Linked DNA regions of Mus musculus: all the other regions are linked to region 1. The links are chromatin contacts, called in public promoter capture Hi-C maps. All regions are on one chromosome and are shown on one strand. Each heading gives the region's core, a stretch centred on a gene start, on an enhancer-like site or on the middle of the called end of the contact. The rest is flanking DNA. Distances are from core to core; before and after follow the strand shown.

Evidence for each region. Promoter capture Hi-C pulls out the DNA fragments that hold promoters and counts their contacts.
Region 2: a promoter capture Hi-C map of the SN4741 cell line shows a contact between it and region 1, with 2.4 times the contacts expected there. The contact joins the promoter of Nr1i2 here to the promoter of Gtf2e1 in region 1. A contact is called at or near these places in 8 of 39 promoter capture datasets (the 3T3-L1 cell line, 3T3-L1-derived adipocytes, the HPC-7 cell line and 4 more).
Region 3: a contact with region 1 is called in a promoter capture Hi-C map of stem cell-derived epiblast-like cells, with 2.1 times the contacts expected there. The contact joins the promoter of Iqcb1 here to the promoter of Gtf2e1 in region 1. A contact is called at or near these places in 4 of 39 promoter capture datasets (hematopoietic stem and progenitor cells, pre-B cells, second pharyngeal arch cranial neural crest and 1 more), 2 of 484 Hi-C or Micro-C datasets (CD4 T cells and CD8 T cells) and 1 of 115 datasets of contacts at active chromatin or transcription factors (embryonic stem cells).
Region 4: a contact with region 1 is called in a promoter capture Hi-C map of the 3T3-L1 cell line, with 2.9 times the contacts expected there. The contact joins the enhancer-like site here to the promoter of Gtf2e1 in region 1. A contact is called at or near these places in 5 of 39 promoter capture datasets (the 3T3-L1 cell line, the C10 cell line, the HPC-7 cell line and 2 more).
Region 5: a promoter capture Hi-C map of pre-B cells shows a contact between it and region 1, with 3 times the contacts expected there. The contact joins the promoter of Polq here to the promoter of Gtf2e1 in region 1. A contact is called at or near these places in 9 of 39 promoter capture datasets (3T3-L1-derived adipocytes, the C10 cell line, embryonic stem cells and 5 more), 2 of 484 Hi-C or Micro-C datasets (CD4 T cells and nephron progenitors), 3 of 115 datasets of contacts at active chromatin or transcription factors (astrocytes, epiblast stem cells and memory CD8 T cells) and 2 of 9 other capture datasets (adipose tissue and liver).

What each region holds. Positions count from the first base shown.
Region 1 is chr16:37,537,111-37,541,791 of GRCm38.p6, reverse strand. It overlaps Gtf2e1 (general transcription factor II E, polypeptide 1 (alpha subunit)), which reads left to right and starts at 2,003. Exons shown (of 5, transcript NM_028812.4): 1 at 2,003-2,139. Rabl3 (RAB, member RAS oncogene family-like 3) reads right to left here and starts at 1,898. Exons shown (of 8, transcript NM_001042499.1): 1 at 1,832-1,898. The coding sequence starts at 1,877.
Region 2 is chr16:38,292,578-38,297,258 of GRCm38.p6, reverse strand. It overlaps Nr1i2 (nuclear receptor subfamily 1, group I, member 2), which reads left to right and starts at 2,435. Exons shown (of 9, transcript NM_010936.3): 1 at 2,435-2,741.
Region 3 is chr16:36,826,072-36,830,752 of GRCm38.p6, reverse strand. Iqcb1 (IQ calmodulin-binding motif containing 1) reads right to left here and starts at 2,353. Exons shown (of 15, transcript NM_177128.4): 1 at 2,261-2,353; 2 at 1,680-1,749. Eaf2 (ELL associated factor 2) reads left to right here and starts at 2,494. Exons shown (of 6, transcript NM_001113401.1): 1 at 2,494-2,702. The coding sequence starts at 2,597.
Region 4 is chr16:38,246,194-38,250,874 of GRCm38.p6, reverse strand. Nr1i2 (nuclear receptor subfamily 1, group I, member 2) reads left to right here. Exons shown (of 9, transcript NM_010936.3): 8 at 1-102; 9 at 1,486-2,526. The coding sequence ends at 1,630. Among named protein-coding and RNA genes, the nearest start is that of Nr1i2, 46 kb to the left of the region's middle. Within about 2 kb of position 2,059, at least 45 of the 459 cell types and tissues checked have an H3K27ac peak or open chromatin away from gene starts, as enhancers often do.
Region 5 is chr16:37,009,044-37,013,724 of GRCm38.p6, reverse strand. It overlaps Polq (polymerase (DNA directed), theta), which reads right to left and starts at 1,939. Exons shown (of 30, transcript NM_029977.2): 1 at 1,666-1,939; 2 at 439-618. The coding sequence starts at 1,825.

The sequences.
Region 1 (4,681 bases), core at 754-3,253:
TTTATACCACCTCTTCCAAGCCAGGGAACATCTAACAAATTGTTTGAATACCTCCCGTGACAGGATCCATGATGCCATGCTACCATACTCAAAGGACTTTGGTGCCTACATGTAGGTCTGAAAAAAGCAGCTAACCACATGGTCCCAGACTTATCCTCTGAATGACGATGATGGTAATTCCACTTGCTTTCCTTCATCATGCCTATTAATTTTGAAGCAATGCTTCACCCCCTTTTAGATCTATTGGGCTCAGGCAATCTTTTCATTAACACTAAAGGGCACCTCTTCAAGAGCTAGGTGGAGAGGAAAGAGATGAGTCTTCTATTTTCATGGCTATGAGTCTTTTATTTGCGGGTGTGGAGTCACTCATTCATTTACCTGGCTGTTGTTAATTGTATCAAACACTTGGGAAATCTCTTTGTTGTGCAATGTTATATATAGACCTATCATTAATATTTACTTTTTATTATAAAAACTCTATTACCAAAAACTGAGAAAGTATAAAAAAAAAAAAACCAAACAACAACATCACCTTAGAGCACTATTGCCAGCCATATGACTTTCTCTATTATACCATGTTGTTATTGTGATCATATACAAAGTGTACTTAAAAACAAACAAAAGAACCGCATGGGGCTCAGTGCTTGCCCTACAAGCATGAGAACCCGAGTTGTGTTCACAGAACTGACACACAGCAGCCAGGCAAAGAGGCACACGTCTCTAATGTCAGTGCTGGGGAGGCAGAGAGAGGCAATCCCTGATGTTTGTTGGCCTGACAGCCTTAGCCTAGGGGCTCCAGGCCAAGGGGAGAGCTTGTCTTAAAGAAGGTCGGCGGCTGTAGTGGCTATTCTTGGTTGTCAGCTGGACTATATCTGGAATGAACTACAATCCAGAATTGGAGGGCTCACTGTGATCCTGATCTCGTGGCTGGGAGATTCAAGTTTCTGACCTGGATCTTGAGGCATAGTGGCTATGAATCCCAGGAGACTAAGACAAGGAGATCTCTGAGTTCAAGGTCATCTGGGACAAAGCAAGTCCCAGCACCAGGCAGGGAGGCCTACACCTTTAATCTGGGCTACACCTTCTGCTGGAGACCTACTTAAGGACATTGGAAGGAGGAAGATTCTTCTTCGTTTGCTTGCCTTGTGGGACTGAGCAACTGCTAGATCCTTGGACTTCCATTCACAGCTGCTGCTGACCATTGTTGGGGAGTTGGGCTACAGACCGTAGGTCATCAACAAATTCCCTTACTATAAGAAACTACCCATAAGTTCTGTGACTCTAGAGGACCCTGACTAATACAGTGGCAGAGGCAGGTGTATCTCTTCATTTTAGGCCTGCCTTGTTTATATAGTGAGTTTTAGACTAGCCTGATATACATAGCTAGTTCTACGTTAGTCAGGACTACTTAGTGAGACCATGTCTTACCCCACACCCACTCCCCAGCAACAAAGCTTGCAGTGGAAGAACTGGAATGTTTTTTGTGGCTCCTGGTAGGAGCTCTCCCCTCTCTGGAACCAAAACTTCTAGGCCAGCAGAACCTAGGGTTGTGGGGACAGGAAGCAAAAATTTTCCTAGAGGGTCACTAGGAGTGATAGTGAGTGGAACTAGTCCCTTTTCCACCCATAGACTCCGCGCCCCCCACCTCCCGCCACGCCACCACGTCGACAAAAGGAGCAAAGTCCTCTGGGAAGTGTAGTTTTAAGGTCTTGAAAGGAATTTCAGCTGTCGACCTAAGCGCTAGGCAGCTGGGGGGGTAAACAGCGAAGAGAGAGCGGTGTCGGGAAGCTCGGGCGTGTTGGTAGTCCCAGACGTGGGTTAAGCGGCTCACCTGAGTCTCCCAACACCAGAACCTTCACCCGATCCAGGGACGCCATCTTGCCACGATTTCCTTGAGGTTGACGCCCGTTCCTGGATTCTCACCAATCAGCGCAGGGCTTGTGGGCAGGGCAAATCATCTCATTGGTCGGTCAGAGCGTGACTGATCGAAAGCTTCGGGGTGCGGATTAGCGGGCGGTTTCCAAACCGGTCGCAGGAATTAGGCGTTCGTCCTTGTCTCGCAAGTGGCGTGGGCTGGCTGAAGCCGGTAGTTGAGGTGCTGAGGGCGGCTGTAGTGGGAGTGTTCGAGCATCCACTTGGGTAAACCTCATTCTCCCGTCCTTGTTCCCGGTTTCTGACCTGGCGTGGCATTTCATGGTTTCTTCTATCCGTCCCCTTCCTTGTCTAGTCCCCTCTCCTCGGCCACCTCTTGCTTTGGTCCTCTTCTTAGTCTTCTAAAGAACCATTGCCCCGGAGCGGCCCATGTGCGACCTCGGGTAGGACGGGCTTGGCGGCGTCGAGTGTGGCCCGGGAAGCCCCTGGGCGCGTCTGAGGGACTGTGGGGTCTCGGGGTCTGGACATGTCTGAACACAGCTGGTGGAGGGCACCTCGGTCCGGAGCTGTCTCCGTCGTAGGACGAAGGAATGGAGAGTTCGTAAAATACAGTAACAGAAAACTGTAGAGGCTCTGTAGGATCCACGTTCTTCTAGAACTTGGGAAGTAGTATTTAAAAATAGTCTAACTAAAAGGGCTTCCTGCACCCACTTTGTGTTTTTTTTTTAAATCCCTTTTCATCCAGCATAGTTTTTTCAAAAATCACAAGTTTAATGTAGTAGCTCCTTGCTTAAAGCAATTACAAGTTAAATTTAAAAAGAAAAAAAAAAGATGGCTTATAGCGCTCATTATTGGGATGCAGGTGTGAAACAAGTGATTTGTGTGGAAGCTGGCAGGATGGATATGCTACAAGAACACGTGCCCAGAGGATGTATTGAAAGTTCAGGTATCTCAGTAGAATATGCTAGGCGCTAGCATTAATGAACAAGAGGCCTTCGAAGTAGAAACTGTACAAATTCTGAGGAAATGCGAGGGAGAGTGTTGGATGCCACTGTTGGGGATTTGAGAAGGCCAGGAAACATTACCCAAAGCCTAACTACAGTAGGAGAAAGGTTTGGGCTTAGCTTTGAGGACTGAGGGTGGATATGAGGATGACTTTGCTAAAAAAGCAGAGTGGTTTGAACTTTTGATTCTCCCAGTTCCACACCAGGGGCACAGTGGTCCTTAAAAGTTTTTACAACTAGAATCTAGGTCTGGACTGGGTAAGGTGACGTTGGGAGATGAGATGCCTGATTACTGTGAAGAGAAGAAGATAAATGAAGACCACTAGCTACCACACCAAGAAGCCTCCACAGACAGAGAAGTTACTTAAGTGTCACCTGCCATAGAGACTAGCTAATATAGGAACATGGTCTGACTTTGGCCATTTACTTCCAATCTGCAAGAGGAGTAGGCAGTTGGGATTTATAGGCACCCAAGATTTTTAAATGTCGACAACCAATTCATAAAGTTGTTGAAAACGTTCTGTATGGGCTGTCAGTTTTAGAACTTGATTTAAGGAGCTTTAAGAAGCCCAGAGATTGAATACTCTTGATTTATCTTAATTGGGGATGTGGGGAAGGAGCAAAGCCCTGTGTGAGAAAGGCTCTTTAATTATTTTATATGTGAAGAAATGAAGGCTGTGGATTTTCTGGGGCTAACACTAAGAAGCTGACCTGGGATTTCCAAGCTTCAAACTATTGGCTGGAAGAGTATTGATAACGTCCCTTTGTACTGATTTTCAGGACACCCAGAGGAGTATCAGACAGAGGAAACAGGCTGAACAGCAAGTACTAGTCCTCTCCATGCAGGATGTTCATTTGAAGGATACAAAATGGTCATGGCCATGGGACAGATTAGAGCAATGATCAGGGACTTGTTGCACATTAGAGTAATCTAAAGGCATTTTAAAAGTAGCTGCGTTCCTAATCTGGCCCTTCTATAGTAACTGAAACAGAACTCTTGGAAATGGGGCCCAGTGTTAGTAGACTTAAAAATGTTGCCTAGGTGATTGCTTTACAGTCAGGGTTGAGAACCAATGGTCTGGAGCATACAGTGTCTGAGGTGGGACAGAGGAGAGCAAAGCAATGGAAAGGAAGTCAGAAAACAATAGGCTGTGCTGGCGTCCATCTGTCCTTAGGCATTTTGCGTGTTTCTGAGGCCATTATGTCCTATTCTGTCAGCTGCTGAGCATGCAGAAAGCAAAATGTGGTTCTTAGTACACTGTGTAGGTGAAATTGGAAAAGCGACCAAAATGTATCTGGTACTGTGCTTGGGATTCTGAGGTGGCAGTGAACCCAGACCTATTTAAATATCTAGGGTGACAAAGGCTTTGGGGTTGCCAGGTTTAGACTAGTAAGTCCAGGTGTTGCCTTGTTTTCTCTGTGTATGTTCAGTACTACAGTGCTGTATCTACAGTGCTCTGCCTGGTGTTGTTTAAAGTATATGTTGTAACTAACTTTCTTTCTATTTTTCCTTTATTATAGATATGACCTTATAACATACTTGTGTACACTGATTATTTAGGATATATTGCAGATATTACAACATTTCTTACAGAATGAAGCATTACATCTGATAGGGTTGGCTACTTCAGAGTTCAAATTAAAAGTTCAGTTGAAACTGATATTAATGACAATATAACTTCTTAGAAATAGTTCAGGGGGATGTCTATTAAAAGTTTCCTATATCTTACAGAAATCTGAAGTATAGTCAGCGTGAATAGGCTGGCTAGTTTCAGTATGGATCATACTGAAGTTACATGAAAGCT
Region 2 (4,681 bases), core at 1,186-3,685, 760 kb before region 1:
CACAGTATCTATCAGTAGAAGAGAGCTGAAGAGTCAGTCCATTGAAAGGAAAGTCCTGCATGACCCATGGTAGATATATACGATATTTGTCGATGAATAATAAAATTGTTAAAAAAAAAAATGTTCACAGTAAGCCAGAGAACCAGAGAGAATCGGAAACAGTGCTAACGACCTCCAGGGTCTGAATGGCACGTTTTTTTCCAAACGAATTTTGCACAGAACACATTATAGAAGAGAAAGCAGGGTGCAGAGAGAGGGGATTCCTCAGGGGCAAGTGATCATGGTCAAAATACATTCACTTCAAGTCCTTATGAAAACGCCACAATGGAGCCCGTCTTGTCCAGTGATGCACAGCAATGAGCAACTAACAGTAATAGGAAACTACTCTTCATACACAGGCCTGTTCCCGAGTTTTGTAAGAGTAAAGAGGATGAACTGCACATATTTAAAACTTACAAATCAATCTCACACACTATTAGATAACTTGTGTTCTACCCCACCAGCTCTGAAGATAACTTTAAAAGGGATTGTGGGGAGGAAAAATATATGTGATATGAATAGAAACCAGATTGTATATTAAGATTACAAGGGAAATTGAACAAACCAGAGGGAGCAAGCCAGGGGGAGCAAGCCAGAGGGAGCCAGCCAGGGGAAACAAGTAACCCAGGAGGAGCAAACCAGAGGATGAAGCCAGTAAGCAGCATTCCTCCACGGATTCTGCCTCAAGTTCTTGCCTTGCTGGAGTTCTGATTTGATTTCCCTCAATGATGGATGGTGTCCTGGAAGAGCAAGTTAAATAAACCTTCCCTCCCCTAAGTTGCTTTTTTTTTTTTTTTTTTTTTTTTTTTTTGGTTTTTCGGGACAGGGTTTCTCTGTGTAGCTCTGGCTGTCCTGGAACTCATTTGTAGACCAGGCTGGCCTCGAACTCAGAAATCCGCCTGCCTCTGCCTCCCGAGTGCTAGGATTAAAGGCGTGTGCCACCACACCCGGCCCCTAAGTTGCTTTTGATCATGGTATTTATCACAGGAACAGAAAGAAAAGTAGGGCATATGTCCCCCCCAAACAACCACCACAACAGAACAAAAATAAAAACCAAAGAGGAGATCACCCCTCTGAGTCTACCCCATGGCACCTCTGTGCCCTGGAGGTCCTTGGACCACCCTGCTCCCTTCCTTTGGCTTCACCTGAACTTGCACCATTAGTGTGTCATGAATTTAGTTGGCTATCTGAGTTTTCCTTTTTCTTTTCTTTTTTTTTTTTAATTTATGGTTTTGTTTATGTTTTTATAAAATTGACCAAGGACGCTGACTGCCTAGGCTTGCCTCTGGTGGATGGTTCAGGAGCTCCTAGTGCTGGTTGCAGGGGAAGAAAGTTTGAGCAGAGGTCAGGACTCCAGTTTCTCCTCCTTTCCAGCCATGCGTGGGAGTGACTCAGGTCCTCTCTGGGCCTCCAGTCTGGGGTTCTTAGTAACTACCACAAACTGGGTGTTTAAACTGGCTTCCAAATAAAGCCCTACCCAGATAAATGTTGATGCCTGGCAGCCCTGCAGTCTTCTTATGCCACCTAGAGCTCAGGACAGCATCTGCAGAGGAAGAGAGACCAGACAATCCCTCAGGAACCGAAGAGCATTTCTCTCCTTTGGGAAGTTCCTCATTTGTCCTGGATTCCCTGTTTCTGCTGTAAATAACTTGCCATTTTTATAGGAGAGGTGAATAGAGACCTTTGTATGCCAGAAGAGCCCCGAGAGATGATAAAAGCTGTAATAATTTACCCGTGACCCCAGGACTTCTGGTGAGGTGCCCTGCCCATTCTGGAATCCTGCCCATTCATCTCAGTACAGAAAAAAAAAAGACCTGCTTCCACTCGTGGAAATAAGTGTCCCTTGTCAGGCTTCCCAGATATGCAAGCCCCCAGGGCCAAGGACACCCCGATGATGTCCTGCTACCCCAGAGCCCACTAGACAGGAAGCTTCTAGAAGGGTCCGAGAGAAGAGAAAACTCTCAGACAGTTCCTGGTAGTCCCAGCCAGCTTTCTGTCCTGTGGTTGGAACTGCAAGGTCATACCTGTCTCGAAGCTATTTCCTCCCTCTCTCTCATATCAACAAGCCAGTGTCATGTGTGTGGCCTTTTCCTTACTTTCACGTAAACTGCTTCTGTCCAGGAAATTAACTTAGGGAAAAAAAGTGTTAGGAGCTATAGATTCAAAGGCACTTTACCTCTAGAGGCAAAATCACCCTCAGAGAGGCAAACATTGGCCCAGAATTACTTAGAGCAAACACTTAAAACACACTTCCCCTCCCTTACATGTTTTACAGTGAAGACAACTATGAAAAAAATAGGAAGGGGATATAACAAGAGTAAATACGGTAATCTGGTCATTGCTAGCTCGGGTGCTGGACTTGGGACTTGGGAGTGCCAACTGGGGCCCCTTACTACATTGGACCTGGGGTGTACTGTGGGCAAGAACAAGTATGGTTCCTATGCCTGTGGACAACATAGCCTAAGGTTAGCTGAGGGTGAGAATCGGGGATAGATACTGCTCTTTTGTCTACTTGGATGGTCAGCCTCTCCCTAGGGGCCTGACCTTGGCTCATAGGAAACACTGAGGACTTAAGCTGAGATCTCCATGTGCAGCCAGGTAGCCACGGCAGGTGTGCTGAGCTCTGGGCAGAACCATCGTTCCTGATTCTTCAAGGTGGACCCCAAGGGGGAAATCCAACAAAAGCAGTGGCCCCCAGACAGGTATGATCTTTCCTTCTTTCTCTTTCTAAGAGTCAGATGCCCTCTGCCTCTGAACAGAAGGCTGAGGGGGATACAAATGAGGTCGGAGGTCAGCAATGTGAAGGAGTATGGAGGACAATGACACCTTTTTCTCTCCTCTTCTCCTTCCTGGGTCAAACAAAGCATGAAGACAGTTGTGGAGCCAAGGTGCTCTGCTACCTGGCCTACACTTGTGTTGCCAGGAAGCATCACAACAGAAGCCTTGTGTATGTGACATCGGGCATTAGATAGGCAGCCGAGCCCCTTCTGTGACAGGGTTGGAGTCCCTGACCTAGGAAACACCGCTGCTGAAGACCATGAGAATCAGGAACTATTAGCACTGGCTCCCAGAGCTTGTCAGGTTAGTGCTGGCAGCCCCCGGGGACATAGACAGCGGCAGGATGGTCACGAGGCCTCACATTCTCATTAGCGGTGTCTCAGTACACACTATATCCGTGTACAGTGGTCGGCTTTAGACTCTGTTTGTCAGAGTCATTCCCGTTATGTTCAGTACCCTAGGTCCCATCTCTGCTCCATACAACAGCCCGAGGCGCAGGCTAGAGACATGGCTTTAAGGCTCCTCCACATCCAGGAGCTACCTTAGGAGATGCCTTCAAGGCCACCAAACCTTCCCTCTGTGCTTCAGGTGTGGCATTGTCCCTTGCACGTGCATGACTGTTTTTCATTGCTGCCGGGAAGGCAAAGGACCACCACACAGATGAAAAGTGGCTGAATTATCTACACTGAGAGGAATCCTTGGTCTCTAATGACTTGGCCAGAGTCTAAAGTATTCCAAGTAAGGCCTCTGAAGCCTGGCTTACCCTGTTCATTAATAGACTTTTTTGAATACACAAAAATACTTGCTTAAAAATGCTTTATTTATATAATAAATGTAATCTAAACTGGGATCACCAAGTTATAGCTCATGGGCCAAATCTGGCCCATCAGCTATTTTTTTTTTTAATCAATAAAGTCGTACTAAAACACAAAGTCGTGAGGCTGGTTTTGCCCCATAACAGCGGAAGCAAATGGTTCTACATAGAAGATGTCGCCGACTCGTCTACAGGCAATCTGCCTGATGCTAAATGACTGGGAAATAAACACAGTCGACCACTGCAAAGCCAATTAGACTGGTTTTGTAGGTGGCCACTGTTTAAACTGTCAAGCGACTCATGACTGATTGCATGCTCAGTAAAATGCAGTGTAAATACAGCTAACTGCTTCTCCTAGTCCCTGTCTCCCACCAAAGCAACTGGCATGGTGTGTGTATACCAGACCACAGTCTTTGCATCTATGTCTGTGTTCACGTACAAACCAACCCAACTGCCATGTGATTTTTCCACCGTGCAGGACTTAGAGATCTTCCCCATCCACATAGAACCTTGCCCTGTTTAACTGCTTTAGGATTTAAGTGTTTATTTTTAAAGTTTTTGTTACAAGCATCTATTCAGTGTGTATGTATGTGCGAGCATACCTGCCATGGCATGCGTGTGGGAGGTCGGAGGATAAATGGCAGAAGTCCATCCTCTCCTTCCACCATGTGGGTTCCAGGGAAGGAGCTTAGGTCTTCACGCTTGATGACTTCCCTGTACATGTTCACTACTTCTGCTTCTTACAACCTTTGTTTCTTTCTTCTTTTTAAAATTGGATATTTTCTTTATTTACATTTCAAATATTATCCCCTTTCCCGGTTTCCCTCCCTCCTGGAAACACCCTATCCCATTCTCCCTCCCCCTGCTTCTATGAGGGTGTTCCTCCACCTCCCCACCCACCCACTCCCACCTCCCCACCCACCCACTCCCACCTCCCCACCCTCGATTCCCCTACACTAGGGCATCTATCGAGCCTTCATAGGACCAAGGACCTCTCCTCTCACTGATGCCTGACAAGGCCGTCCTCTGTTATATATGCAGCTGGGGCCT
Region 3 (4,681 bases), core at 1,104-3,603, 710 kb after region 1:
TTCACAGGTATGGTCACAACTGTTTTCCTTAAGAAATTATGTATACTCTGTAATTCTACTAGAAGTGGGTCTTGGAAGACTGTGCTTGGTTTTCTGCGGATTGTATCCTATATGATCTTTTCACTTTACTGACTTTGCTTTACATATCTTCACTATAAAGTACAGCTACAAATAAGACAATGTATGTGTTGAATCCTGTGAGCCCGTCCACCTAATCACTGAACCTGGAGATGGTTTGGAAAACCCCACATACTAGACCTAAGAAATGTTATGAAATTATAACAAAATTTAAAATTACTTATAGTCTATCAATTCTAAAATTCAAAAATCCACACCTCAATTTTTTTTTACTAAAGCTTTTCTATATAAGTCTATATAGTTTTCTAGGTAGTTTTCTATAGTTTTTTACTAAAACTTTTCTTTATAACTTTTCTATATAAGTATTTGAAGCTCAATAGTATCATTAATATAAAACATATTTTAATTAATAAACATATTTATTATGAAGAACTGTGCTAAATGGGTTTTAATGCATTATTTTATCCTTTCAATGGGGTTATGAAATAGTTACCATAATCATCTTAAATGTGCAGTTAAGAAAAATAAAACTTAGCTGGACATAGTGGCACATGCCTTTAAATCTCAGCACTTGGGAAACAGAGGCAGGTGGATCTCTGTGAGTTCAAGACGGACCTCTATATAGTGAGTTTCAAGACAACCAGAACTATAGTGAGACCCTCTTCTTGAGTAAAATATAAATCATTAATAGACAAATCCACTGAAACTATTTTAAAGAAAGCCCAATAACATTCCTAGCATGTAGAAGATGTAAAACTTTCCAAGAGAATGCATGTTGTCTTACTCTTTCCGGTGTCTACATTATCCTGTTCTTTGTAAGAATTCATCAAAATATGCTTAAACATTCCCTTCACTGGTGGCCATTCTGATTGCAAATTACTTTATACAATATGGTAATAAAATCAATGTGAAAGTATACATCCACTCACTTGTGCCACTGAACAAATCCCTCTTGACATTAGATGGCCACAAAATCAACCACCTGGGTTTCTCTAAACCAGTGTTTTCATCTATGAACATAATAGCCATCCCTTGTCCCTAGACTTCAAAATTTATAAGGCATTCAGCAATGATTAAGTCTAAAAATATGAAAGTATTGCTGAACCCAAAATAATTATTTAGAGAGCATGTATTAACTCATTTAACCACCTCAACAATTCTAAGGAATGGCATTATTTTTTACATAGCTATTATTATTTCCCCAATTCTAATGATAAACACATTTGTTTGATTTGCTTGCACAAAAATCACATTGAGAGTATGAAGCTGACGTACAAGCCCAGAGATTCTGGCTTCAGAACCTTCGTGCATAAATACATTGAACAATCTCTCCTTGTATCTTTAAAGGGTAGAAGGCAAAAAATAATCCCTCATCCATCTGAAAAAAATAAATTGACAAACCTATTTAAGGTAGAAGTGCTGAAAGCATAGTCTGATGCCACAATTAACCTGAAGAATCACCTGAGGGGGCTCACTGTAGACTTTCTCTGAATAATCCTCCAATACAAAGCACGCTTTCTCCTACTTCATAACACTTCTGTGAGGTGGGGTGTGTGTGTGTGTGTGTGTGAAGGCAATTATCAATCAATTGACGCTCTTACCCTACTGCTAGACTGATCTCTGAGAAATCAAGAGTCCCAAGGCCGCGCTCTTCAGTGCTTCCAGGAATCACTACAGAAACAAATGCCAGAAACAAACGTACAGCAGTCAGTTACCCCTAACCCTAGGCTTCTCCGTCGCCTCCGGAAACGCCCCCTCCTCAGGTCCTAACCCCGGCGGGAAAAGCCTGTGTTTTTAAAGGGCTAATTAAAAAATAATAAATAAATAAATAAATAAATAAGAAAGAAAGAAAGAAGAAAAAATAAATAAATGAACGGCCCTTAAAGGTAACTGCGCGGCTTCCAGAGGTTTCCAGTCTGGTCACATCACCTGAGGGGGCGCGGCTGGGGTTCCAGACCCGCCTCAGAGCAGCTAGGCCTCAGGAGGCCCCAGGCCTGGGCCCGGCCGCCACCTCTCGTCAGGCGTCCGTTTCCACACCAAACCTGCGGGCCCGGCGCGGAGGAGGCCCACGCTCCCGTTACCAGGCCCCGCCAGGCAGTTCTGCCCTGGGTGTCTGGCGTCCTAGCTTCCCCGCCCCCCTAGGGCCTTTCCTCCATCCCAGCCGCCATCTCGGGTCTGTTACCTCATCTCTTTCCCCGCGTCCGTCCACCTCAGGGCCCGACCCGCACAGCGTACCTCAGCGAGGCGGTCTCCGCCGAGCTGTGTGCGTCGCGACGCGGGAAGGGGGCTAGGGGCGGGGATGGTGGCCAGGGGCGGGGCGGGGCCCTGGGGCGAGGGGCGGGGCAGGTGTCTCCAGACAGCCAATCAAGACTCGGGGCGCTCCAAGGGGCGGCCGCACGCGTCTGGAGGTGAAAGGAGCTGGTCCCGGGCACCGAACTCAAGCTCGCAGCCAGTGCAGCTGTTCCAGAGGCTGTGGCAGGGGACGGCGAAGGCCAAAAGCGGGAGGCAGGGGACGAGGATGAGTGGACCAGCGGGACTTGCATACCTGGACCGTCGCGAGCGGGTTCTCAAGCTAGGCGAAAGTTTCGAGAAGCAGCCGCGCTGTGCCTTCCACACCGTGCGCTGTGAGTGCAGACTGTACCCCGGGTTCCTTCTGGGATGGGAGGGTGGTATGGAGACAGACTCCTCCGGATTCTGTAATTCTGTCCCCGCCGCTCTTTGCTCCCCGGGAGACCAGATGGCACAGTGATCCACTACCCAGTTGCCAGCCTCTGTGCAGGCACCTGGCGTCCCACAGTGTAGGAGAACCCTGGAAGGGTTTAAGTGAGACTGACAGACCTGAGAGGAAGTTTTGTGGGACGATCTGCACGGGTGGCTGTGGAGACTAGCGTGACAAGTGGATGGTGCAGAGTTTGAAAAGGTGACAGACAGATGGAACAAAGGACCGAATGCAGGGCAAAAGTGATGTGGAGAGGCCACAAGGACATTTCTTCCCCATTCTGGCTGATGAGGGTTCCCATTTAGTTTGTTCTTGGGAAGAGATTGTCAGCTGTCTCAATCGTTTGTATCTCTTTCCATCTCAGATTTCATGGTCAACTAAGTAATTACTGATTATCAAAAATTGAAAGATTTTTTTATCTAGTTTCTTTACTTTAAAAATCTACCTCCTAATGATTTCTACCCTTTGGTGTTTTGTTCTCTGGGATCTATTTTAATAGGTTATCTCTAATATTGTTGAAAAAGAGGTTATAATGAGCCTTTTCGTTTTAGTAATTAAATGAGATGCCAGCACGAAAAATATAACTTAATTTTGTATGTAAAACTTCTTTTTTGCATAATAGGCCACAGAATTCTAGCGCATAAGGGAAAGGTCACTGAGTTGTGACCTCTGTGTGTGTGTGTGTGTGTGTGTGTGTGAAATTGTAGATTTTTTTTCACATCTCTTTTGCAGCCCAGCTCTTCTTTACTGTCTGCTTGTCCTACATTCTCCACCATTCTGTCCTTTTCCTTACAAGGTTTATATTCTGAAAAACACTCATTTAAAACTCAGTCTTCAAAGTTTAAGTTGTAGACAATTCATCTATAATAACTCAGAGTAAATGTAGGAAGAACCAATGGGTTTAACCTTCCATTGATTATATTTAAGCTTTATAAAAAGGCTGCATTAAGCAAAAATATCATGTTTTGGTGGAATAAATGGGAGAAGTTTACCAACAGAACTTCAGTAGTGCTCCTTGTTTATTTTGCTCTGGGTTACCATCCAGAGTTCCCCACAATGAATCAGTGAGTGTTGTGCAGCCATAGTCTCTCTCCCTCTCTCCCTCCCTCTCTCTCTCCCTCTCTCTCTCTCTCCCTCTCTCCTTCTCTCCCTCCCTCCCTCCCTCCCTCCCTCCCTCCCCTCCCTCCCCCTCTCTCTCTCTGTCTCTCTGTCTCTCCCCTTTCCAAAAGCAAGGTACTGTTCTTAACTGACCTCTCAATGCCCCTTTCCCAAGTACTATGTCCTTTTCCTCTTCCTTCTTCTCAGGCATGCAGTGATCTTTTGTTTTTCAGTACAAAGTTTAAAGTTACAAAAAAGTTATTTAGTGATAGATATGTTTATTTTTTTTATGTGTATGTGTGGGCCTGAGTCTATATATGCACATCATATTATGCAGTGCCCTCAGAGACCGCAAGAGAGCCTCAAGTCCCTTGTAAGTGGAGTTAACCGTGGCTATCAGTGACCTGATGCTGGTGCTGAGAAGGACCCAAGTTCTCTGTAAGAACAGCCAGTGGTGCTCTTAACTTCTGAAACATCTCTCCAGTCCCTCGATGTATATATATTTTACAGCTTAGATATGCATTCTCTTCCTACAGATGCAAATCCAAAATTAAATGAATGAAATACAGCTTTTGAAAAGTGCCTTGCAGGTGTTCCTAAGACTTTTATTTATGGGTTCTTTACAGGATTAATTACAGCGTTAGAACTCAAACCCAGGGCTTTGTGCATACTAGTCAAGTGCTCTATCGCTGAGCTACATCCCGGCTTTACAAAAGTTCTTAAGATGTTGAAAACATATTTTCCAAATTAGAGTCGGATAATCGAGCCACAAGAATGACAATAAAC
Region 4 (4,681 bases), core at 810-3,309, 710 kb before region 1:
TCCTGGTGTGGTCCAGCGCAGCGTGGTAGACCAACTGCAGGAGAGGTTTGCCCTCACCCTGAAGGCCTACATTGAGTGTAGTCGGCCATATCCTGCTCACAGGTGAGGATGAGCCAGGAGAGGCAGCTATGAGGTGGTCCTTCCTGTCCCCTTATCTTTTGGCCTGATCTTCAAGAGTGTGCCATGCCTGAGGCAGCTTCTGATGACTAAGACTCTGGGACCGTTGTATGACTAAGACTTCCGGCCTGAGCTTAGCTGAGGGATAGCCTTGTCTACGCAAGGCTTTCTACATTTCTGTCATCAGGATGTGGGAAGAGCCTGGTTCTACTGTCTTCTCTATAGGGTCTTCTAACAAAGGCCAGTAGCAAGCACAATGACAGTAAAAATAGTGATACCATTCATAATGGTGGTGTGTCTATAACAGCTACTATTGATTGGGAAGTGTCAACTCTGGGGCCAAGCAGCTTATGTATATTATACATAACCTATAACCTTCAAAACCCTCTCCTGAGGTAGGTACCATTGCAAAGGGAGACAAGTCAATGCCCAGGACTCCACAGGGTGGTCCTGTGGAGCTTGGCAGCTAGAAGTTTGTCAAAGCTTGAGCTTGTCACTCAAAACAACCTGCTTGCAGCTTGGCACACATAAGAGCTCCCATGCTGTCACCAATCCTTAGATTCCTGTATTCCATTGCCCAGCCTCATGCCAGCAGGCACAAAGACAGCAACAAACTTGAGTAAAACAAGCCCCAGGCTTTGAAGATTAAGGCCATTTGAGGGTCTTTCATTCAATTACTTCCTGTAAGGAGGCTTGGGGTGCTAGCTTCCTTACTTATCATGGGGAAACTAAAGTAACTATGTGTGAGAGAGGAGAGAGAAGATAGGAGAGGGGGAGAGAGAGATATTGAGAGAAAGGGATTGAGAGAGAGAGATTGAAAGAAAGAGATTGAGAGAGAAAGGAATAGAGAGAGGGGGATTGAGAGATTGAGAGGGATAGAGAGAGGGGGATTGAAAGGAATTGAGAGAGGGACTGAGATGGAGGATTGAGAAGAAGAAGAAGAAGAAGAAGAAGAAGAAGAAGAAGAAGAAGAAGAAGAAGAAGAAGAGAGATAAATGAGGGGGAAGGGAGGAGGAAAGGACTCCAGCTTGGAGGTCCTAGCTGTAGTGACTACCCTTTAAAGACCTTAACCAAGATGATGACTCCCCTCGCCTTTAAGTTAACCTGCAAGGTATGAATTTTTCTCCCAGGGTCTCTGTGTCCAGGGACTCAAGTCGATGGGTGGGTGGGGAAGGAGGAGGCAGGTAACAGCTTCGACCTTAAACAGCAGCAGGCTGTTTTGCCTTCTTATGTATAGGCTGAAGGAATTCCAAACATCCTCACTGGGCTGTTCTGAGCTTGAACTTGTGCACTCTCAGAACAGGGTCAGTCTGGTAGGATGGCGAGGTGGTGGCCTGATATCCCAACTTCTTCTCTGGCTGCCTACAGGTTCCTGTTCCTGAAGATCATGGCCGTCCTCACTGAGCTGCGAAGCATCAACGCCCAGCAAACCCAGCAGTTGCTGCGCATCCAAGACTCGCACCCCTTTGCCACCCCACTCATGCAAGAGTTATTTAGCAGCACAGATGGCTGAGTGGCTGCCCCTGAGTGGAGATCTCATGGGGCAGCTAGACCCAGACATTCTGAATTGCCACTTCTAGGGCTAGACAGATGGACATACTGATAGCCAACAACGCCCTCTGACTGCAGCTGGTTAGCATTTCTCAGGAAAAAGACATGGGAGCCCCCAAGTTCAGCCTGTGGGAAGTGCTGGCCTATGAGTTAAGACAATCTTTGTGGTTGGGAATAAACTTCCAAATCCCGCTAAATTCTCAGGTGTTAGGTGGGAGAGGAGGGAGCAGGTCGAACCCTGTAACAGTTGTACCCCCGTGCCCCACACATTCCCAGCCCCAGGCTTCTTCTCGAGCTGCTTCTGTGTTCCAGACGCGAGCTGATCTTCAGGTTCACAAGTATCATTGCTGAAGGCTAGCAGCTTGTCCTGACCGTGTTCTGGACAAATCAGTCAACTTCCTGCATCTGCCCAAACACATTGTTAGTCACTAACAATGTGACCAGCTGTGTGGGTGTGTGTCGGGGAGGGGGGGGGGGAGGGGGATAGGGTTACAGCACGAACTCAGATGTAGATCCCGACCTCAGACTTTAAGAAGACCAAGCTGAAATGGCTGTTAATAGCTTGTAAAACCTTCTTAAACAATTCATGTGGAGCCAAAGAAACGGCATGTGATATACAGCCAAGGAACTTGGTGTGGGGTCTGAGCTGCACTGGGGTTCTGTGGGTCACTGGAAGCCAAGGAAAGGTTCCCACATTCCAGGAACGTGTGGAGGAGGGGATGAGAACTATGGCGGTGGGGACCTGTTCATGACTTGGTGGGGGTCGGTCTGCACCCACTTCTGACCAGCTGGCTTGCTCCCAAGGCTGTGACTTACAGCAAAGCTACAGTGACATACAATAAATGTATAATAGCACAATTACCTGTGTACGGCAAACTCCCACATACCCCTGGTCCTCAGAGCCTGAGTGTATGGCAGTATCTGCCTCTTTTTTTTTTTTTTTTTAATAATAGTTTGTAGGATTGTTTGTGCCTTTTCACAAGTTACACCTTAATTTCACATGAATGTTCCACACTTAAGAAATTAGTAAGGATGTCTCCAGGTTTAATCAAGACAAGAGGACTTCAGTAAGGACATTTTTGGTAGAGATAGAAAACGTTTGAAAAAAATATTTATTTTATTTTTGCATGTGTCTGTGTGTCCACATGTGGGTGGCTGAGGAGGTCAGAAGAGGACACTGCATCCCCCAGAGCTGTAGTAGTTACAGGTGGTTATGAGCCAGCCGATCTGGATGCTCAGAACTGAACTCTGGTCCTCCAGAAAAGCAACAAATGCTCTTAGGAGTCATCGCTCCAACCCTGATTCCTCCCTCGATCCCCGGGGAAGGAAAAAAATATGAGAATGAGAAAATAGAAATAAAAACAGAGCCAGGTGAGGCTGGGGTAAGAGCACAGCCCTCAGAACAGTCCAAACAGTGAGATCCTGTCTCAGCAAACCAACCAACCAACCAACCAACCAACCAACCAACCAACCAACCAACCAACCAAAGCTCTTCTCTTCCATCCCCAAAACCAAACGAAATCTCTCTCTCTCTCTCTCTCTCTCACACACACACACACACACACACACACACAGAGTCATTTACTAATTTCAGTGCCACCTTTTACAAATCTGACAATGTGCTGGTAGAACGTAAAAATGCAGTAATCACTTGCTTTTGTGTAAAGATATATACATGTAATGTAAAATGCAGTAACTGAAGTTTAAGTATGTAATGTTTGGTTGCAAAGGAAGCTAAAAGTAACAGAACTTTAGCCCACAGGTAATTCCTTAACTCTAGCCATCTTACACGCAGGCCAAACTGTTATAGCATCCGATCAACACAACCCAAGGACATAAGCACATTCCTTACCCCAACCCCAGTCTCTAACCAAAGAGGTAATGAAATCATTCACGTTTGGGAGAGAAAATTGAGACCTTCCCTGCAAATTTATGAATATAGCTTTCACTCCATAAAATCTGGAATAAGGACTTGGCTATAACTAGAAATTATTTCTCATTTGGAACTCTAAATTCCACTTGACTCCATCCATAAATAGTACCCCCATCTTTCCTTTCTACAGTGAGTTACACGTATGCTACTCACTCAGAAGTCTGAGAGTGGCTAGATGTGGGTTTGGAAAGTAAGGCTAAAATTAAGATGTAATACACATTATACTCTCAACTCCAGCTGAGTTTTAAAACACCTATGCAGTACTCCAAACTTTAAACTGGCAAGGACATAGGAATTACAGACAGTAAGCACTTATTCCAGGAGTAGCTAAGATTCCAGGTTGCACAAAAGAGCACACACAGAACACACATTTTCTCAGCAGCCAAGGCTAAGTTTTAAGACCCAGAGCTCCAACTTTCCTGCTGTCCAGCATCCATTCTCCTCTTCACTCCCCCAGTCCTGAGCTTCTGAACAAGAAGCAAACACTGGCTTCTAGGCATCTTGGTGGTGATGACCCTTTCTTTATCTGGTTCCCTGCTCAAGAAGGGATGGTTCATTTTCCAAGGTGCTGAGGAAAAGATCTGTGTGAGCCACCATATTCATCTGGCTCTCCCATCAGTCAAGAGCCACTCAGCAGCCACTGTCCACATGTCTTCACATGAACTTCATGGGAGAGGCCCCAGGAGTGGCCCTTCCTTTTCTGGAAAAAAGACAAGACTTATGAACAAAATAAACCCATCCCAACCCCACCACTAGTCAGCTCTTCCCAGCTCCAGACAACTTGCCTGCCTCCAAAGCAGTCCTTTTTCCCAGGTTGCTTTGCTTTCCACAGCCACAGCCCCCGTAACACCTGAAGGTGCTCAGAAAGACCATTCCATCCATCATCACCTTACCCATTGGCCTTCACAAACTGCACCTGTTCCTGCTGTCCCACAATCCAGCACTACCCTTTGGAAGGACTCAGACATAAGGAACCTTTCAGGGTTGTGAGGGGCAGCTGGCAAGCCCTTTAGTCTCAATTCAAATGGCCAACATAAGATCTGTTCAGAATGGCAGTGAATCACAAGCCAGGCCTCTGTT
Region 5 (4,681 bases), core at 690-3,189, 530 kb after region 1:
AGTCACTTCAGTAAACATAGGTTAAAAATTGTTCATATCAGAGTTGCTCTTGAAAACCCATGTAAACCTTATAAAGTATACGACATATTGTTTTGTAAGTATGACCCTGCACAATCACCTCAGTTATGAATACAAAAGTTAAAAGCAACTGAGATCAAATGAGGAAAGAGCAGGCTGGCATCTCTTACAGACTCACTCAGACATACGTTAAGCATTACAGACTCAGACTCACTGAGACATACGTTAAATTAAACAAGCAGAATTTTTCCTACATACGTTGCAAATGTCCTTGTTTCCCTCCTCTACCACACAACAGAACTTTCATGATGTCAGGATGCAAATGATGACATTCCTCCTGTTTAAAAAATGTAACCAACCCAAAAGAGAATTGTTCACACTGATAATTTTAGTGAAAGGAGTTTACATAAATTTGAATACCTGAATAAACTAGATTCTTTCCTTCCAAGACGTGACCAAGCAAAAGGCATTCTGCCTGCCATTCGAACATCTTTCTTACACCAAAACTATGGTATTTCTCCAGAACTGCTTTAGGAAGTCCCCAATTTGCCAACAGCAGCTGGTCTATCTGGTCATCAGAAACTCTTCGCTTGTTTGTTCCTTTCAGAAAAACAAAAACAATTTAATTACCTCCAACATACAAGTTTAGTAGTTAAACCTGTTTGAATTCCTACCAAACTTAAAACACATCTTCACTTCTAGAGACCTATTAAGAAACTGATCCTATACAGAAAAATGCTAGCAATTTTTTATTTACTAGATGAAAATTTGAAAACTCTTAAGAGCCACAAACAAAAGTGTGCTATAGCTGGGCGGTGGTGGCACAAGCCTTTAATCCTAGCACTTGGGAGGCAGAGGCAGATGGATTTCTGAGTTCAAGGCCAGCCTGGTCTACAAAGTTGAGTTCCAGGACAGCCAGGCTATACTGAGAAACCCTGTCTCGAAAAAACCAAAAAGTGTGCTATACACACTGAATAAAAAGTTTGTACAGATGTGGAGGTAGAAGGGTGATTAAGCATTACAAAGCTGTTAGATGAGTTTCTCTTTACGATTTAGTACTGAGGTATCTGCATAACCAAGGGCAAAGAATTATGAAATGCACTGGTGTAGGCCTATAATCCCAACATTTACGGATAAACACCCTTGGTCCGAGATCGAGACAGCACCCAGCCTGACCTAGAGCAAGCCCTTATCTCAAAAAAGCAAACAAGAACTGGGTTAAGGTTCTAAGACAACATGTGCCTTCCAGCTTTGCTCTTTGCAGTCCAAAGAGCCTGCATCCTACACCACACCCAGAAATTTGGTACTTATATATATGAAGTTGTACCACTGGACATTTATCCTAAGCAAACCCTCGACATGGTGACAGGATCTGGCCAACTTGGAAGTTGTTTCTGGGAAGGTGTAAAGACCCAAAAACCAAAGAACGCCCATATCTACTGGGGCAGTGGTGGACTAAAACACCATCAGCTGTGCATGCTGGCCAAGAGGGAAGCCATCCCCAGGGTTGAGTCCCAGGCCGGGTACTGGATAGCAGCCCTGCCTCCAGCTATCCAGCTCCGGTGCGGGAGTGCATGGCCCTGATACTCTCGCAGCCCATCTCAACCCCTGCTGCCCTCGGCCGCGTCGGCCCCGCGGGTCGAGTACCTGTCCCTGTGAGCCTCCGGCCGCGTCCCAGCCCCGGAGGTGGACTCAGCACCGGTCCACACCGGAGCTGAGGGCTAACAAAGCTATCACCATCTCCCGAGAACGTGTCGGAGCCGGACGATGAACGCCGCCGTTTCCTACTCCGGCGCGGAAGACTCATTGCAAACAAGCTCCTCTCGACTGTTCAGGACACGACACAGTCCCATAGGCCTCCCGCGCGGGAGAACCCCAACCTAGTGACAGCTACCGCCTCCATCTTCCCGCCTCCATCTTCAAATGCAGGCCTCCCAGCACGCCCCGGAACCACAGAGTTCTCCTGGCTAGAATAACCCGACTACCATAGAGTGGTGAGGGACGGAACAGCCCGCGCTGATATCTGGCTTCCGGCCTCCGCTGGCGGCTGGGGATAGAAAAGGGGATAGAGTGCTGGAGACATTAAAAGGAACGGAGCATCTGACTGCATTCGTAGATTGTTCTAAAAACATTCCTCCTGTTTTTACTTATTTCTGGTTTGAATCGGAAGCTAATGAGTTGCCCTTATGTGAATAGATTAGGAAAGTATCTCTTCTTTACTATTGTATTGTGTTTGTTTCTTTTTTGTTTCTTCAGATTGTGTAAAAAAAAAAAAAAAAGTAGGGTTTTTTGGTAGAGCGTAATTTGTGCGGTTTTCCTCTTGTCAAATACGTGAATTAAAATAACAGATGGGGGTGGAGTAGAGGACACGCCCGGGTTAAACATTCCAGGCTGTAGACTGGTTCAGTGTCAATTATTTTGGGTTATCTCGGCCCCTTAAATAGCCACTTGTTTGGTCACACAACTCTGTCATGTTCTTGTGACTATTAAGTAAGTCGTTTGGGAATGTACGAATTTGGGAATGTAGCTTCCACCAACCCAAAAGCTAAGCATGTTATATGCATCTGAGCCTTACAGCAGAAGTTTCTCTTGATTTGCTGGATCTAACCTACCTGAAGTTTCCATTAACATCAATGTATCTTTAAACGTCTTCAGTTATAGCTCTCTTTGCTCGGAAATATAAAAACTCTGTAAAACTGCTACCACAAAACAGTATATAGAACAATTTAAATTTGTCCCTGGGGCCATAGTAACTCATATTTGTTCCAGAATAAATTTTCTTATTCCCTCTGAGTTGAGAACTGCACTTCTGTGTTGGCAGTTGATAGGGAAGGGATTATTTCTGCGGTTATATCCTGAGGATTGTATGATCAGAACTGGAGATTCTGGATAGATCCCTTTGGTGTTGAAAGAGGAGGCTCTGAAAGCACATGAGGGGTCATTCTGAACAAGGAAGTTAGTTATAGATGTGCTTTGACCAACTTCTGGACGTAAATCGGTGCCTGGTACTTGCCTAGTTCCACAGTTCATCTCACCAAGCCAACAAGTGGGTGACAAGCCTATCCTGAAGAAATTATGGCCATTGGTTTGGGGGAAGGATGTGGGGAGTGAATTTAGGAAGTGGTTAAACAATATTCTAAAATCCCACCAGAGGGAGGCATTACTCCATGAAAGAAACGCTTCCTTCCTTTATGCATTTATTCACTAGGAAATTATTGGGCATCAACAGTACACTAGTCTCAGTGTCAGTGATGCAGGGTGGAACGCTTCCTGCTCTGAAAGATACTGGTACAAACATTGACTAAATTAATTATTAATTTAAATTGTGACTACTGCTCAGGGAGAAATTCCTAGGAACAGAGGACTATCAAAGGAATCCTGACTTATAGTCTCAGTGGAAACTAAAAGTCCAGCTGTAGACCTACACAGTCTGGGTCTGGGTTTAGAATGTATTGACTGTGCTATCTTGGGCATCTTGCATAACCCCTCAGTATTCCCACATCATATGAGAAGAGTAGGAGTCTATTATCTGTGGATGAGTATACAGAATGCTGAGACCAGGGCTGCCACATAAGTTCTGTTCAGAGAAAATTACATTACATATTTTAACAAGCCCTAATAATAATTCAAGACTGTAATGAAGAAAGAATAAGCCAGAGAAGTCTCTTACGATTAGCCCATCGAATACTAACTTACTTTATTATGTGAACCATGAGGAGATAAGAAAGTCCACTGGGGAAGCATTGAAAGGGATGGTCTGTGTCCTGCCACAAGCCTAAACTACGCATTCAAATCTTCAATATTTATTCCCAGTATTTTTTAAGTCTTCAAAACTAAACCCAAAGCTACTTCTCAAAAATATCACTACCATATACCTGGCCATAAACCCACACTTCGGGAGGTTGTAGGCCCCAATAAGCAATCGACTGGTGTTGAATTGCTAAATGGGCATGTTACTTTGCCATCAAAAATGTATCCTTAGACCCATAGACTAATCTTATTCTCAACTTTGGCAGAGAAACATCTTTCTGTAGCTAATGCCGAGACTCATAATTGGTCAGAGCGCTGGGAACAGATGACTGTTGAATGTTCAATCCTAAGAGGGGTATCGATATAAACCCTTCCAAGGCTCAGAGAACACTTGGGAAGAGGGGCCTAAAGAATGTAAGGAGGATGGGGGCAGTGCTGTGAGATGCTGTCTTCTGGACGTGACATAGCTGTTGCACTCCGTGAACTCACCACAGCTGTGGTCACATGATCAAAACAACAAGATCAGTCAATTTTCCGACAGGCAGCAGTGACTGAACTCAGTAAAAGAGAAGACTTAAGTTCCCCACTAGCACCCACGCAATAAGCCAGACAGCAGCAACCACCTTTAATCCCATCACTAGGGAGCTAGAGATGGGAGGATTCCTGGGGCTTGTTTAAATAGCCTCAATGAGAGAGCTTGTCTCATAAAATAAGGTGGAAACTGATAGGTGAAAAGTAACTGAATTCCTGGCTTCGATAACATGTTTTAATTGCCTTTTCATGTACTGCTTGACTATGAGGAAAGGCAGAAGATGATTCTTAAGGGATTGTGTTTAGGAGCTACAGAGGGAAAATTATCTGAAATGTAGGTGGAAGGGGAAAGAAGTTTATTCTTAAGTAGGTATATATCAAG